Linked DNA regions of Sus scrofa: region 2 is linked to region 1. A link is a contact called in public Hi-C data. All regions are on one chromosome and are shown on one strand. Each heading gives the region's core, a stretch centred on a gene start, on an enhancer-like site or on the middle of the called end of the contact. The rest is flanking DNA. Distances are from core to core; before and after follow the strand shown. Region 1 holds the start of COX6B (COX6B protein). Region 2 overlaps PROSER3 (proline and serine-rich protein 3).

Region 1 (6,550 bases), core at 2,913-5,412:
CTGCAGCGACTTGGGTGGGATCCCCCTGCCCCAAAAAAGATTGATTCCAAAAGATAGTGATGCTGAGCTCCAGAGGGACAGGGCCGTGTAGAGTGCCGGGGCAAGACACATCTGGTTGTCTTGGCTGAGAGCCTGGCTGGTTGAGCATCAGTGCAAGGAGGAAAGGGAGGCAATTCCAGGAAGAAGACAAGGCCGCCGTGTCCATGGTCAGTGTGATGCCTTGTCCTCTCTCTGCCTCTCATAGATGAGCTGCCACCAAGTCATCACACTCCCCTCTGCTAAGACCTCACCCCAGTGTCCCAAAGGCCCCAGGAGGAGACACATACCCAGGATATGGGGCAGAGAGACTTGTACACACGCCGGTACCATTCGCACACGGAGACGTCACCCCCTTTAGCAGTCATTGCTTTCTCACAGCGGTGGAAGTCTGTGAAGAAAGGGGATCAGGGTCAGTCTAGACCAAGGCTGGAACACATTTCTGATCAAAACTCAAAGAAATACTTTTTACTTCACAACCAGTTATGCACAATCCTCACCCCACCCCCCAAGTTTCACAAAGAAAGCATACCCTTACACGTGCAGCTGCTAAAGAACTACTGTTCAATTTGAAAATTCTGGGGTCAGGAATGATAGGGCCACGTGAAAGGCAGGTGTGGAAATTATGCAAGTCCAGAACTGGGGCAAGGAAAGGGAAAAATGGCTTGATGCTGAGACGCTGGCATCCTAGAGAGGACATGAGGGGGATGGTCTGATTTATTAAAACCAGTAGGAAATTAATCTAAAAATTAATCTAAAAATTACTCCATGTATTACACTCCTAGGCACACTCCCTAGAGAGAAAAGCATTCACGTGGATACCAAATTACATTTATAAGCATGTCTATACAAGCGTGATTCTTGAACCCCAAACTGGATACCATGTGTCTGTGAATAAAATATAAAACTGTACAGTAGGGGAGTTCCCGTCGTGGCGCAGTGGTTAACGAATCCGACTAGGAACCATGAGGTTGCGGGTTCGGTCCCTGCCCTTGCTCAGTGGGTTAACGATCCGGCGTTGCCGTGAGCTGTGGTGTAGGTTGCAGACGCGGCTCGGATCCCGCGTTGCTGTGGCTCTGGCGTAGGCCGGTGGCTACAGCTCCGATTCAACCCCTAGCCTGGGAACCTCCATATGCCGCGGGAGCGGCCCAAGAAATAGCAGCAACAACAACAACAACAACAAAAGACAAAAAGACAAAACAAAACAAAAAACTGTACAGCAGTAAAAATGGGCAAAATATAGGAGTTCCTGCTATAGCTCAGCAGTAATTAACCTGACTAGTATTCATGAGGATGCAGGTTCGATGCCCTGATCAATGGGTTAAGGATTTGGCATTGCCATGAACTGCAGTGTAGGTCCCAGATGCAGCTTGGATTCCATGTTGCTGTGGCTGTGGCTTCAATTCAACCCCTGGCTGAGCTTCCATATACATGGGTGGCCCTTAAAAAAAAAAAAAAAAAAAAAGAGAGAGAGAGAGCAAGCAAAATACATGCCACAGCATCAATGAATCTTGAAAACTGTTGAAGAAATCCAAACACAAAGGAATACACACAGTATTTATAACATTCACAAAGAGACAAAAGCGGTGATAAAACCAAAATGTGATCGCCCTCTCAGTGGGGAGGTAGAGCGCTATTTTCAAGACAGGGAGTGCAGTAGGCAGGGAAGCTCTGAGTGCTGGCAGCATCTAGGTTTCTTCCAAATTACAGTTTCATGGGGGAATTCGAGTTTATTAATTTACTTGTACATTATGTTTTATGTTCCTCCTGTATGTATGTACATTTCATGCACGCATGCACACACGCGCACGCGCGCGCACACACACACACACACACCATCGAGGGGGAGCTTCGTGGTGGTCTAGTGGTTAGGACTCAGAGCTTCACTGCTGCAACCTGGGTTTAAACCCTGGTCTGGGAACTGCGATCCCATATCCCACGTCAAACTGTTGCATGCCATGGCCAAAAAAAAAAAAAAAAACCTTTTGTTTTTTACAAAACAAAACACAAAATCATTGCGGGAACCAAAGTTTGTGCCACTGGCCCAGATCTTGAACACACAGCTGGTGAGGAGGGGCGTGGGCCCTGCAAGGTAGGAATGTTCAGAATAAAAGTGGCCTAGGATGCAGAAGGACCCCTAGGAGGAGGCAAGAGGTAGGTGACTTGAGGTGTGGGACCAGGGGAAGGTCAACATTGCCCCCGCCCGCTCCAACCCATGTCCTGCTCACCCAGGTAGTTCTGCCAGCAGTTCCTGGTCTGGTTCTGGTTGGGGAAGCGGCTGTCAAAAGGAGCTGTCTGGTAGTTCTTGATTTTGGTCTGGATGTCTTCTGCCATAGTGCTGACTCCTGGGGCCAAAGAGAATGGATGCTGGTAGGGCTCTCAGTCCACTCAGGCCCAGTGGAGGCTGGATGCAGAACAGGCTGGGTGTGACCAAGTCAAGCCAGGCCAAGGCCCCCTTCCTTTCAACATGCACACAGAGATGAAAGGCAGGCAAGAACACGCAAAGTGTGGAAGTCACAGCAGGGTAGGGGTGGGGGGCTCAACTCTCTGGTAAAATCAGGCCTTATCTGTCCCAAAATAACACTAGTTGACACTCACCGAGTGCTGACTATTGGCAAGGATGCTTTATTCCTACAGTCACTCTAAAAGGCAGGAACTATTACTATTACTGTTTCACAAAGAGACAGGGTGTTTAAGTGACATCCCAAGGTCAGAGAGCACACATGCCGTGGAGCTGCACTCCATCACTGACATAACCTACACTGCAGGGGTTCTTAATCTTGATCCCTGCCATGAACTCCCCAGGGATCTAATGAACCCTTTCTCAGAATATGTTTAAATGTATTTAGAAGTTGCAAAGGATCACAAAGAAAACCGTTATATGCAGCTGAGGACTTAACTACACAATTTCGAAATAGTCATGAGTGAGGGAGTCCCCGTGGTGGCTCAGTGGTAACGAACCCCACTAGAATCTATGAGGATGTGGATTTGATTCCTGGCATTGCTCAGTGGGTTAAGGATCCTGAGCTGCTATGGCTGTGGTGTAGGCTGGCAGCTGCAGCTCCGATTCCACCCCCCCAGCTTGGGAACTTCCATATGCCCTGGGGGCAGCCTTAAAAAAAAGGAATGAAAATGATATTTTGTGACATCTACAACTGTAATGGGATATAAGATGACCTGTGGTTTTAATGATGCTAATACGACTATGGCCACTGCCTCCACTCCTAACTGAAGGAAACGCTACATTTCAATAAGAGATTAGTAAAAATATAGATGTAAAATTTCCCCCATTCAAGAACTAGAACCCCTTGAATTCTATGGATTCTGTGAACCCAGAGTTAAAAACCTATGACAGAATTTCTAATGAGGTGATACAGTTTTCGTCAGGGAACCTGAAAGAAATTGCCTCTATTCCAGATGATTAGAGAAGTCCTGGGATTACATAGAGGTGAGTGGACTGATGTTAAATCCAAGCGACTCAAGGTAGTGGTAGGGATCGGGGCCATCGAAATGGAGTCTTTCCGGGAGCGGGGCTATCTGGAACTCCAGCAGCTGGGACACACACACGATCGGAAGAATTATTTTGGAAGCGAGATCCACCCGATTTCAGGAGTGCGGTAGACTGGGAGTACCGCTGTGGCCCCTCCAACGTCTAAGGGGGTGGAGGCGCCAGACACCAAGAAGCCATGCCACAGCCCAGGCAAACCACAGGGGGTACATCTGGTGATTAAAAGCCCTGCAGTGCAAACTACTAGGTCCAAATCCTGACCTCTGGCTAAACCGCTTACTGTCTGAACTGCGGTTGCCTCCCTGTCAAAAAGGGATAATCACAGGCCCTACCTCATAGAGCTGGAGGGAGGATTAAATGAATCAATGTAAGTCGCCTGGAATGTTCCAGGCATTGAGGAAAAACTAAATAATCGTTAGCTACGACTATTAACTTGAAGAGACCCCCCCGGGCCCGGGAGGCCTGCTGCCGTCGGCCGGAAACCTCATCTCATTCCCTGGGAAGCAAGGGTCGGACTCTTGAGTCCCCAGGCTGGGATTCCAGGCCCCCGAGGCCTCGACACTCACCTAGAGTCGCGCCTGAAACCGCTGGAAGCTCAATGTGACCCTCAGCAAAGACGCCGGCGTCGGACCGGAAGCGGAATAAAGACCGGCCGGAAGCGGGACGAGACGCGGTACAAGGGAGTCTTCCGCGGGGCTGGGCTGGTCCAGAAGCACTTAGGCCACGCCCATGCAAGAGAACTCCGACCTTCTATTGGTCCGAATGCCTGTTCGTCCTCACTCCCAGCCCAATCGTGAGCTGAAGCGGTTCCAAGCCGTGGGCGCAGTCTCGTCTCCTCCCCGTCCTTACCGAGAGAGAAGGGCTCAGGGTCCTGTCCTGGAGGGAGAGTCCCCCTGTGGAGAAACTATCCCAACGGAAATACTCTTATTCATGCAATAATCATTTATTGAACGTTTACTCTGTGCCAAATATTTCTATTAAGTGTTGGGACGCATAGCTGAAGAAAACACAAAAATCCCTATTCTCGTTATGATTATTACTGGGTCAATTGGAAAATTGGAATTTCCAGGAGTTCCCGTTATGGCACAGAGGAAAAAAATCCAGCTAGGAACCATGGGGTTGCGGATTCGATCCCTGGCCTTGCTCAGTGGGTTGAGGATCCAGCGTTGCGGTGAGCTGTGGTGTAGGTCACAGACAACGCTTGGATCCTGCGTTGCTATGGCTGTGGCTAGGACGGCGGTTGCAACTCCAATTGGACCTCTAGCCTAGGAATCTCCATATGCCACCAGTGCGGCCCTAAAAAGCAAAAAAGAAAAGAAAATTGGAACTTCCAATTGGAAATTCAATTACTGGGGATTGCAAACAAATCATTCTTAAGGAATTAAAAACAAGCCATTCTTTCTCCCAGGGTCGTTCATCCCTATATGAGGAATGCCCAGACTCCATCTTCCTGCTTATTATCATGTTTCCCCAAACCTTAGAAGGCACATTATGTTTTGGAGGCTGCGTACCAGGCCTACACCATCCTAACTGCATGGGGGACGGAGAGCAAGTAGCCACCCAATAAAATACTTGGCAGTGTCAGGCTTAACTGGATTGGGGGCCTCCTGCATTCTGTGTTCATCAGGATTGTAATTATTTGTTTACATGCCTGCATTCATCCCTTTCAATGAGATCTTCCTAAAGCCCAAATTTCTTTGTTTAACCCCCCCCCCAAACCCTCTAACAAAGTCCAGGCTCCTTAATATGGTTCACAGATCCTTTTTTTTTTTAATTCAATGAATTTTATTATATTTATAGTTGTCCGCAGATCCTTTGTGAACTGACCCATGGTCCTCCCTCCAGCCACGTTGAGATATATATATATAAATATATACTTTTTTTGTTTTTTTTTTTGTCTTCTTGCCATTTCTTGGGCCGCTCCCACAGCATATGGAGGTTCCCAGGCTAGGGGTCTAATCGGAGCTGTAGCCACCAGCCTACGCCAGAGCCACAGCAATGTGGGATCTGAGCCGCATCTGTGACCTACACCACAGCTCACAGCAACACCAGATCCTTAATGCACTGAGCGAGGCCAGGGATTGAATCCGCAATCTCATGGTTCCTAGTTGGATTCGTTAACCACTGAGCCATGACGGGACTCCGTCACATTGATATTTTTGGTCTTTGAATAGTGATGTGAGGCCTACCTCCAGGCCTTTGATTATGCTGTTTCCTCCCATTGGAACATTCTTTGCCCACCTGACTTCTCATATCAGCTATTTTTTGGTCCAGGAAGTCTTCCCCGAGAACAACCCACACCCACACCCCCACCCTCTGTGTTTCCCATCCCAGCCCTGACCACGGTGGGTTGTCCCTGCCATCTGGTAATGATTTTGTCTCCCCACTGGACTGTGAACTCTCTAAGGGCAGGGTTCCAGGTTGTCTTGGTCATTACTGAATCCCCAGCATGGCCTACAGTAGGCTCTCTTTAAGCGCTCAGTTGTTCCCAGAACAGGGTAGACTTTCCTTGGGATCTAAGTTCTATGGCCCTTAGCTTGAAGTAGGAAAACAGAATAGGTGACTGGGGGGGCAAGCACCAGGTCTAATTCGCTGATGGCCCCGGCACAGGGAGGGTACACAGTAAGCCCTCTTTGGAATCTTGAGTCCTCTCAAAGGGGGACACAGTGGGTAAATTCGAAAGTTATTGATTGTGTCTGTTTCATGTACAAGTCCCAGTACAGGGCAGGCACAAAGCAGGCAGGCCAGTGGCTACTGAATTTGATTCCTCTGCATGGCCCACCACACAGTGAACACACAGTAGGTCCCCTAAGGGTCCTGTGTCTGTTTTGGTCACGGTGTGACTTGGGATCACAGGGGTGGAAGCGGGGAACGATGTGGGTGTGGTGGTGAGCACAGGTTTCCTGGAGGATCTAGTCGGTACCAGTGGGAAGGATGCAAACAGCACTGGCAACAAGGCTTGACCAGATATTTTTATTGGGTCGCTGCTCCCTGTCCGTCCCCCAT
Region 2 (6,550 bases), core at 2,857-5,356, 100 kb before region 1:
ATCCTAAAGGATACTAGTCAGATTCATTTCTGCTGAGCCACAACAGGAACTCCCAGAAAGTACATTCTTGATCCATCCACTCATTCATTCAAAAACTGGTCACTTAATTTGTGGATATAACAGTAACCAAAACAAGGGAAAAGATACCTTGCCCACATGGAGCTCAAAAGCTAGTGAGAGGAGTTCCCGTCGTGGCGCAGTGGTTAACGAATCCGACTAGGAACCATGAGGTTGGGGGTTCGATCCCTGCCCTTGCTCAGTGGGTTAACGATCCGGCGTTGCTGTGAGCTGTGGTGTAGGTCGCAGACACGGCTCGGATCCCGTGTTGCTGTGGCTCTGGCATAGGCCGGCAGCTACAGCTCCGATTGGCCCCTAGCCTGGGAACCTCCATATGCCACGGGAGCTGCCCAAAGAAATAGCAAAAAGACAAAAAAAAAAAAAAAAAAAAAAAAAGCTAGTGAGAGAAGACAATTAACAAAATAAGAATTTTAAAATATAGAATATTAGGTGATAAGTGCTATGGATAAAAAAAATTAAGCAGAGATTGGGGAAAGGGAATGCTGAGAGGACAAATTACAGCTACCTATTGGTTGAATTTGCTGATCTCACTTCCATAATAGGGATTTCCCACATGCTTGGAGTTCCCTCTGCCTGGAATATTTCCCGGCCCCCACTAAACATGACTGCAAATTCCTTCACACTCCCCTCATGAAAAGGTAGAGTCTATCTCCCCTTGCCCTTGAATCTGGGCAGGATTACGACAACTTCAGTCAACAGAGAATAGGAATGAATAGGAATGGACACTATGTGATTCAAAGGTTAGGTAGTGAAAGGCAAAGCGGTTTCCTCCTTGACCACTGGAATGACTAGCTCTGGAGCCTTGAGGTGTCATGTGAAAAGTGGGTAGTCATTTTTTTGTTTGTTTTGTTTTTCTTTTTTGGCCACCCCACAGGCATATGAAGTTCAGGAGCCAGAGATCAGATTCGAGCCACAGCTGTAACCTATGGCACAGCAGTGGCAACACAAGATCCTTTAACACACTGTGCCGGACTGGGGAGTGAACCTGCGTCCTGGTGCCACAGAGATAACACTAATCTTGTTGTGCCACAGTGGGAATTCCTGCAGTGGTCATGTCATGTCTTGAGGAAACCTAAGCCACATGGAGAGACCTTGTGTAGGCACTACAGGCCATAGGTCTAGCTTGGAGTCATTTGATCCCTAATGCCAGACTTGAGAGTAAGGAAGCTCCAGAGAGTCCACTCCCAGCTATCAAGCCACCTTCCTCTTCCCAGTTGAACCCCTAGACATCATGGGGCAGAGACAAACTGTCCCCAACTGAGCCCTATCCACATTTCTGACTCACAGAATCCATGAGCATAATGTAATGACTGTTTCATGCCACTAAGTTTTGGGGGTGGCTTGTAACCCAGAAATAGTCATTAGGATGGCCCTTTGTCAACTATGAATTCCTGGCACCGCTCAAATGTAATTTCCTCAATAAAACTTCTAGGCCCCGCTCACTGCCCAGCTAAATCAGATTCTGCTACTGTAAACATCTTTTCCTCCTTATATTGAAACAGATCTTCTTGATTTTATATAAATGTATGGTTTAAATACACACAACCAGCAATGCAGGATCCAAGCCATGTCTGTGGCCTACACCACAGCTCATGGCAATGCCGGATCCTTAACCCATTGAGTGGGGCCAGGGATCGAACCCACATCCTCATGGATACTAGTCGGGTTCATTACCACTGAGCCATGAAGGCAACTCTCAATATTTATTTTTCTTTTGAGGTAAACTTTACATACAATGAAATTCACAAATTTCTTTCAATTTTGCTAAGTGTGTACACCTTTGTAATCCAAATCCTTACCCAGCATGGCAACTGGACTTTTTATACGGCATCCCAAGGCTCCAAAAGAAGAGAGAGACAGACAGATTGAAAGAAAACCAGATAGAAATGATATCACCTTTTCTAATCCAGTTTAGAAAGTTAAAGCAATATTGCCTCCCTTGCATTCTGGCAATTACAAAGTTATACCTGGTTTCAAGAAGGGACATAGACTCTACTTTTTAATGGGAAACATGTTCAAAAATTCACCAAGAAAACAATACTTTTTTCAATAATCCAGACAGGTGAAGATAGCCTAGACTGGGTGGGGCAGTCGAAGGGGGCGAGGGGAGGGGTTAAATTCTGGAGAGATTTAAAGGTAGAGGTGATAAGACTCGCTGGTCAACTGACCATGGATGTAAGGGAATGAGGCGTCAGTGACAGCTATGGGGCTTTTGGCCTGAGTAGGTAGAAGGATGGAGCGGAGGAAAGCCAGGGAGTAGCAGGTTTAGGGGGAAGACTGGGAGCTCAGTTGAAGACCTATGGAGTTTGAGACATTGCTTAGAACCTTTTGTGTGCTCTAAGCTCACTGATGTGCAAGTAGCAGGATACAGGAACCTGAGAAAATAGAAGATAGAAATTTGGGGGCTATGAAAATAAAGATGGGATTTAGAGCCATGAAGAATGAGGATACATAGAAAAGTCAAGGCCAGGGCCCTGGGACACACCGAAGTGACAGGTTGGGGCAATGAGGAGGCACAACCAGAGGTGAGGAGAAGGGTGGGGTTCTCGAAGCCAGGAAAGGAAGTGCTTCAAGGAGGGAGGGGTCAGCACACCAAATGCTGCTGCTGCTGCTGCTGGCCCAAGCAGGATATGGACGGAGGCCCAAGTACTGTTCTACATTCTGATGACCCCACTAGCTTCATACCCAGAGGGCAGTTCCACTGGTCTCATCTGAGACAAGAGGATCCCTTCTTTTTTTTTTTTTTTTTTTTTTTTTTTGGCCACACTCACAGCACGGGGAAGTTCCTAGGTCATGAATAGAACAGACCACAGCTGGGGCCACACAGGATCCTTAACCTGATGAGCCACAGGGTAACTTCCAGGAGGATCCTTCCTTCCTTCCTTCCTTCCTTCCTTCTTTCTTTCTAGGACCACAGTACAGCATATGGAAGTTCCCAGGCTAGGGGTCGAATTGGAGCTACAGCTGCTGGCCTACACCACAGCCACAGCAATGCCAGATTCAAGCTGAGTCTGTGACCTACACCACAGCTCACGGCAATGACAACACCAGACCCTTAATCCACTGAGCAAGGCCAGGGATCCAACCTGTGACCTCATGGATGCTAGTTGGGTTCCTTACCGCTGAGTCACAACAGGAACTCCAGGAGGATCCATTCTTAAGAGTCAGATAAAGTGAGTCCCAATCTTGCCCAAAGTCTTACCTAGAACCCCTATCCTGTCCTCAAAAAGGATGAAATCAGAAAAGATTTTGTTTCACTGGTCAGAAACTAGGGTGAGGTAGGGCTGGGCAGAGCTAGGGTATGTGTGTGTGTGCTGGGGGGGACCCATTCCCTAAATTAGCATGACCCTTGACCTTTCCAGAACAATTCCTTTCTCAGAGGTAACCAGTAACCTGAAAAAAGAATTTATTAGGAAAATAGAATTTGTACAATTCAAAGTTGTCTGGCCTCAACAGAGTCTCCTTCTCTCTGCAGTCGCATTCCTGGGGACCCCGGGAGGTGACCTGGCTGGAGGAGACCAAGACCCTGGGTCTTCTGTGTGGCCCAGCAGGCGGGATAATTGTGTGTCCACTTTCCTGGAAAAAAGCCAGGGAAGTAGAGGCTGAGGCATTTGCTCAGGATTGAGCTCTGGGGCTGTGTACGGTTCTGGGACAGGAGCTCAGGAGAGGTGGGCACCAACTGGGGGTCTGAAAGGATTCAGAGGCCCGGTGTTTTAAGTCCTGGTGATGGTTACCTTTTCTGTTGCCGAAGCTCCGCCCTTTGAACCCTTAGCACCTGCAGTACAGGGTCGTCTTGGAACTCGCTGCCGTCGGAGTCTGGGAGGAGAAGAACGAGATTCAGGGGCCGGACCACCATCTAGATCCCCCCAGCCGGCAGCCTCGTGCGCGCACATCGGTGAACTCCAGCTCACCTTCTGCAGCCTTTAGAAGTCTGGCGGCCTGGGAAAGCAGATCTGAGGAGGCGTGGCCAGCAGCAGTTGAAGGCGTGGCTACAACTTCAAGCAGCCCGGCCTTGAGTGGAGGGGGCGGGGCCTTGACCCGAGTGGCCGCCTCCTCAGCTGGAGGGGGCGGGACCTTTGGTAGCAAACGGCCAGCTTCCGTCCAGGGAGTGTCTTTGTCCTTCCGCGGCACTGGTCCCGCTAGGGGGAGCATGGCCTTGCCGTTCTGAGACTCGGCCTCAGACCGAGCCGGCGGGGTCTCTGCCTGCGGACACCATGATTCAGAGAGCGGGGCTGTGACCTCTGGGCGAGGGGACGTAACCTTGGACTGAAAGGGTGCGGCCTTGACTTTCCGACTTTCAGCCTCGGGTGGAGGCGGGCCCTCAGGCCGAGGGGGCGTGTCCTCCAGGCTGTCCGGAAAGAGCCGAGCCGCCACCACCTGGCCCAGGGCGCCTTTGAGCTGCGGGCCAGGCCCATCTTCAGCTGCCTTAACTCGCCCAGCAGAACCCCGGCTTGGGGTTCTGCTTCTCCGAGGCTTGGAGCGCTGCCTCTCGGACTCGGCGGGGCTACTCGGTGCAGGGGTGGGCAGGCCTTGGGGGGCGGCAGGGGGCGCAGAGGTGGAGGCAGGGGGTGTGGGGGTTGAGGCTGGAGGCGTAGAAGTGGAGGCCTGGGGAGCCGAGGTAGAGGCTGGAGGCGCAGTGGTGGAGGCTGGGGGCATGGAAGGAGTGGCCCCAAGAGATACCCAGGGACCGGGCTGCGGTGCCCAGAAAAATCCATGGGGACTGGGGCCCCAAAAGATGGGTGGAGAGAACCCTGGGATAATAGGCCTCTCCACAGGAAAGGCCTCTTTGGGAAAAGGCGGAGCCACACTGCCCCAAAGTGGGAGGCAGTTAGGCTGGGTTCCTAGCGAACTAAGGGTCTCCGTAGGAGCAGAAGTCTGTCGACTGATGGGGACGGGGACCTGAGAGGGAGAGAAAGGGTAGAGGGTCTTCAGTCCCCCCTCAGACTTCCCCTTTTCCAACTTTTCTTAGGATCCCTCTCCATCCCTCTCAGGCGCCACCCTCCCCCCTCTCACCGTAGTGGTGAGGGCAGGGGTCCCGGGCAGCACCCAGGTCCCATCACCCTGGCTTCCTCGAGCCTGTTCCAACTTCCGCCGCTGCCGCCACTGGTACAGAATGTCATCTTCTGGCCGCAGGGGTGCCCGGGAGGAGACCGGTGCTGAAGCAGGGACAGGGGCAGGTGCTGGGGTTGCTTTGGAGTAAGGAGAGGGAAGAGGTTTAAGTCTGGGGCCAGAAGTGAAGAGCAAGGGCCGCCTAGCACATTCCCTTCGATGGTCCCGGAAATTTCTTCAGACAAGCTCTCGCGATAACGTCTCAACTCCTCCGGGAGACAAGGAAGTGGGGAAATGGGCAAATCAGAGACGAGAGCACTCCTGGGCTTCTCAACCTGTCATCATTCAATTCTTCATTCATCAACAGCTATTTATTGAGCTCCGACTATGTACCAGGCACTGTTCTGAAGCACGGTTCTGTACCCTGCTCCTCAGGTACAGAAGTGACCAAGACCCATTCTCCAGAATCTGCTCACTTCTCCCCACTTTACTGCCCTCACCTGCCAACCCCACAGCAACTGCCTCCCATTTCCCTTCTAGCCTGTCCTCCCAAACTCTTCGCACCTGCAGCCAGAGGGAGCCTGTGAACACCTGAGTCAGATCCAGGCCCTCCTGGGTTAGATTTTTCCCCAGGCTGCACCTGTCTCCTGGTATAAAGCAAAACCCTTTGCATCTGTGGTTCCTACTACCTGGAATGCTCTTTCCTCAAGTATCCACAGGGTTCACTTCAAGTCCTTCAGATAGCTGCCCGAGTATGACCTTCTTAGTGACAGAGCCCTTCCCTTGGCCACCCTACTCAAAATGGCAACAACCCCGGCCCTACCACTCTCTATCCTCTTTCCTGTTCGGTTTTTCTCTTTAGCACTTAGCACCTGCTAACTACTAATGATAGTTCTCTGCTTATTTCATCGCTCCCTCCACAACTGCCAGCATTGCAAGGGCAGCAGTTTTTGCCTGTCTAGCCATTACCATATCCCCAATGTCAAGAACGGCCTGGGGTCAGTACCTGTGTCACAAACGCAAAATGAACTGTTTCTGGTGCTCCATCCCAGGGCCTGGCCTTGTGCTGGGGATTCAGACTAAGGGGCCAGGGTCACTGTCTGTCCTCAGTCCCGTGGGGCAGACATCATTCCCCATCATCCAGAGATTATTTCATCAGTCATGATCAAGACACCCACCGTGGTCTCTCAGAAGCCCTACCCACTAATGCTGCACAGAGAAGGGGGTTGGGAGGGGGAATCATCTGGGACCTCTCCTCCCCTCCCCTCTCCATCCTGTGGTTCTACTTCCAAACCTGCCCACTCCCTTCTACCCTGCTCCTCAGGCTCTGGCTCAAGCCAAACTACCAGCATCTATCTCCCACTCCGTGCTGAGAGCAGCCACAGGGAGTCTGTTAACGCCCAATAAAGATCATGTCCCCTGC

Evidence for each region. Hi-C and Micro-C count contacts between places; a contact is called where the count stands out from the background.
Region 2: a contact with region 1 is called in a Hi-C map of liver, with 2.5 times the contacts expected there. The contact joins the enhancer-like site here to the promoter of COX6B in region 1. A contact is called at or near these places in 3 of 47 Hi-C or Micro-C datasets (embryonic fibroblasts, epiblast stem cells and liver) and 2 of 2 datasets of contacts at active chromatin or transcription factors (alveolar macrophages and skeletal muscle).

What each region holds. Positions count from the first base shown.
Region 1 is chr6:45,089,544-45,096,093 of Sscrofa11.1, reverse strand. COX6B (COX6B protein) reads right to left here and starts at 4,162. Exons shown (of 4, transcript NM_001097497.2): 1 at 4,111-4,162; 2 at 2,265-2,440; 3 at 327-427. The coding sequence starts at 2,370. ETV2 (ETS translocation variant 2) reads right to left here. Exons shown (of 6, transcript XM_021097205.1): 6 at 6,502-6,550. The coding sequence ends at 6,518.
Region 2 is chr6:45,191,972-45,198,521 of Sscrofa11.1, reverse strand. It overlaps PROSER3 (proline and serine-rich protein 3), which reads right to left. Exons shown (of 12, transcript XM_021097124.1): 8 at 5,092-5,267; 9 at 3,990-4,977; 10 at 3,813-3,894; 11 at 3,555-3,654; 12 at 3,470-3,553. The coding sequence ends at 3,512. Among named protein-coding and RNA genes, the nearest start is that of ARHGAP33, 3.4 kb to the left of the region's middle. Within about 2 kb of position 4,106, at least 56 of the 83 cell types and tissues checked have an H3K27ac peak or open chromatin away from gene starts, as enhancers often do. A contact at or near this core is called in alveolar macrophages, embryonic fibroblasts, epiblast stem cells and 2 more, where this site is marked.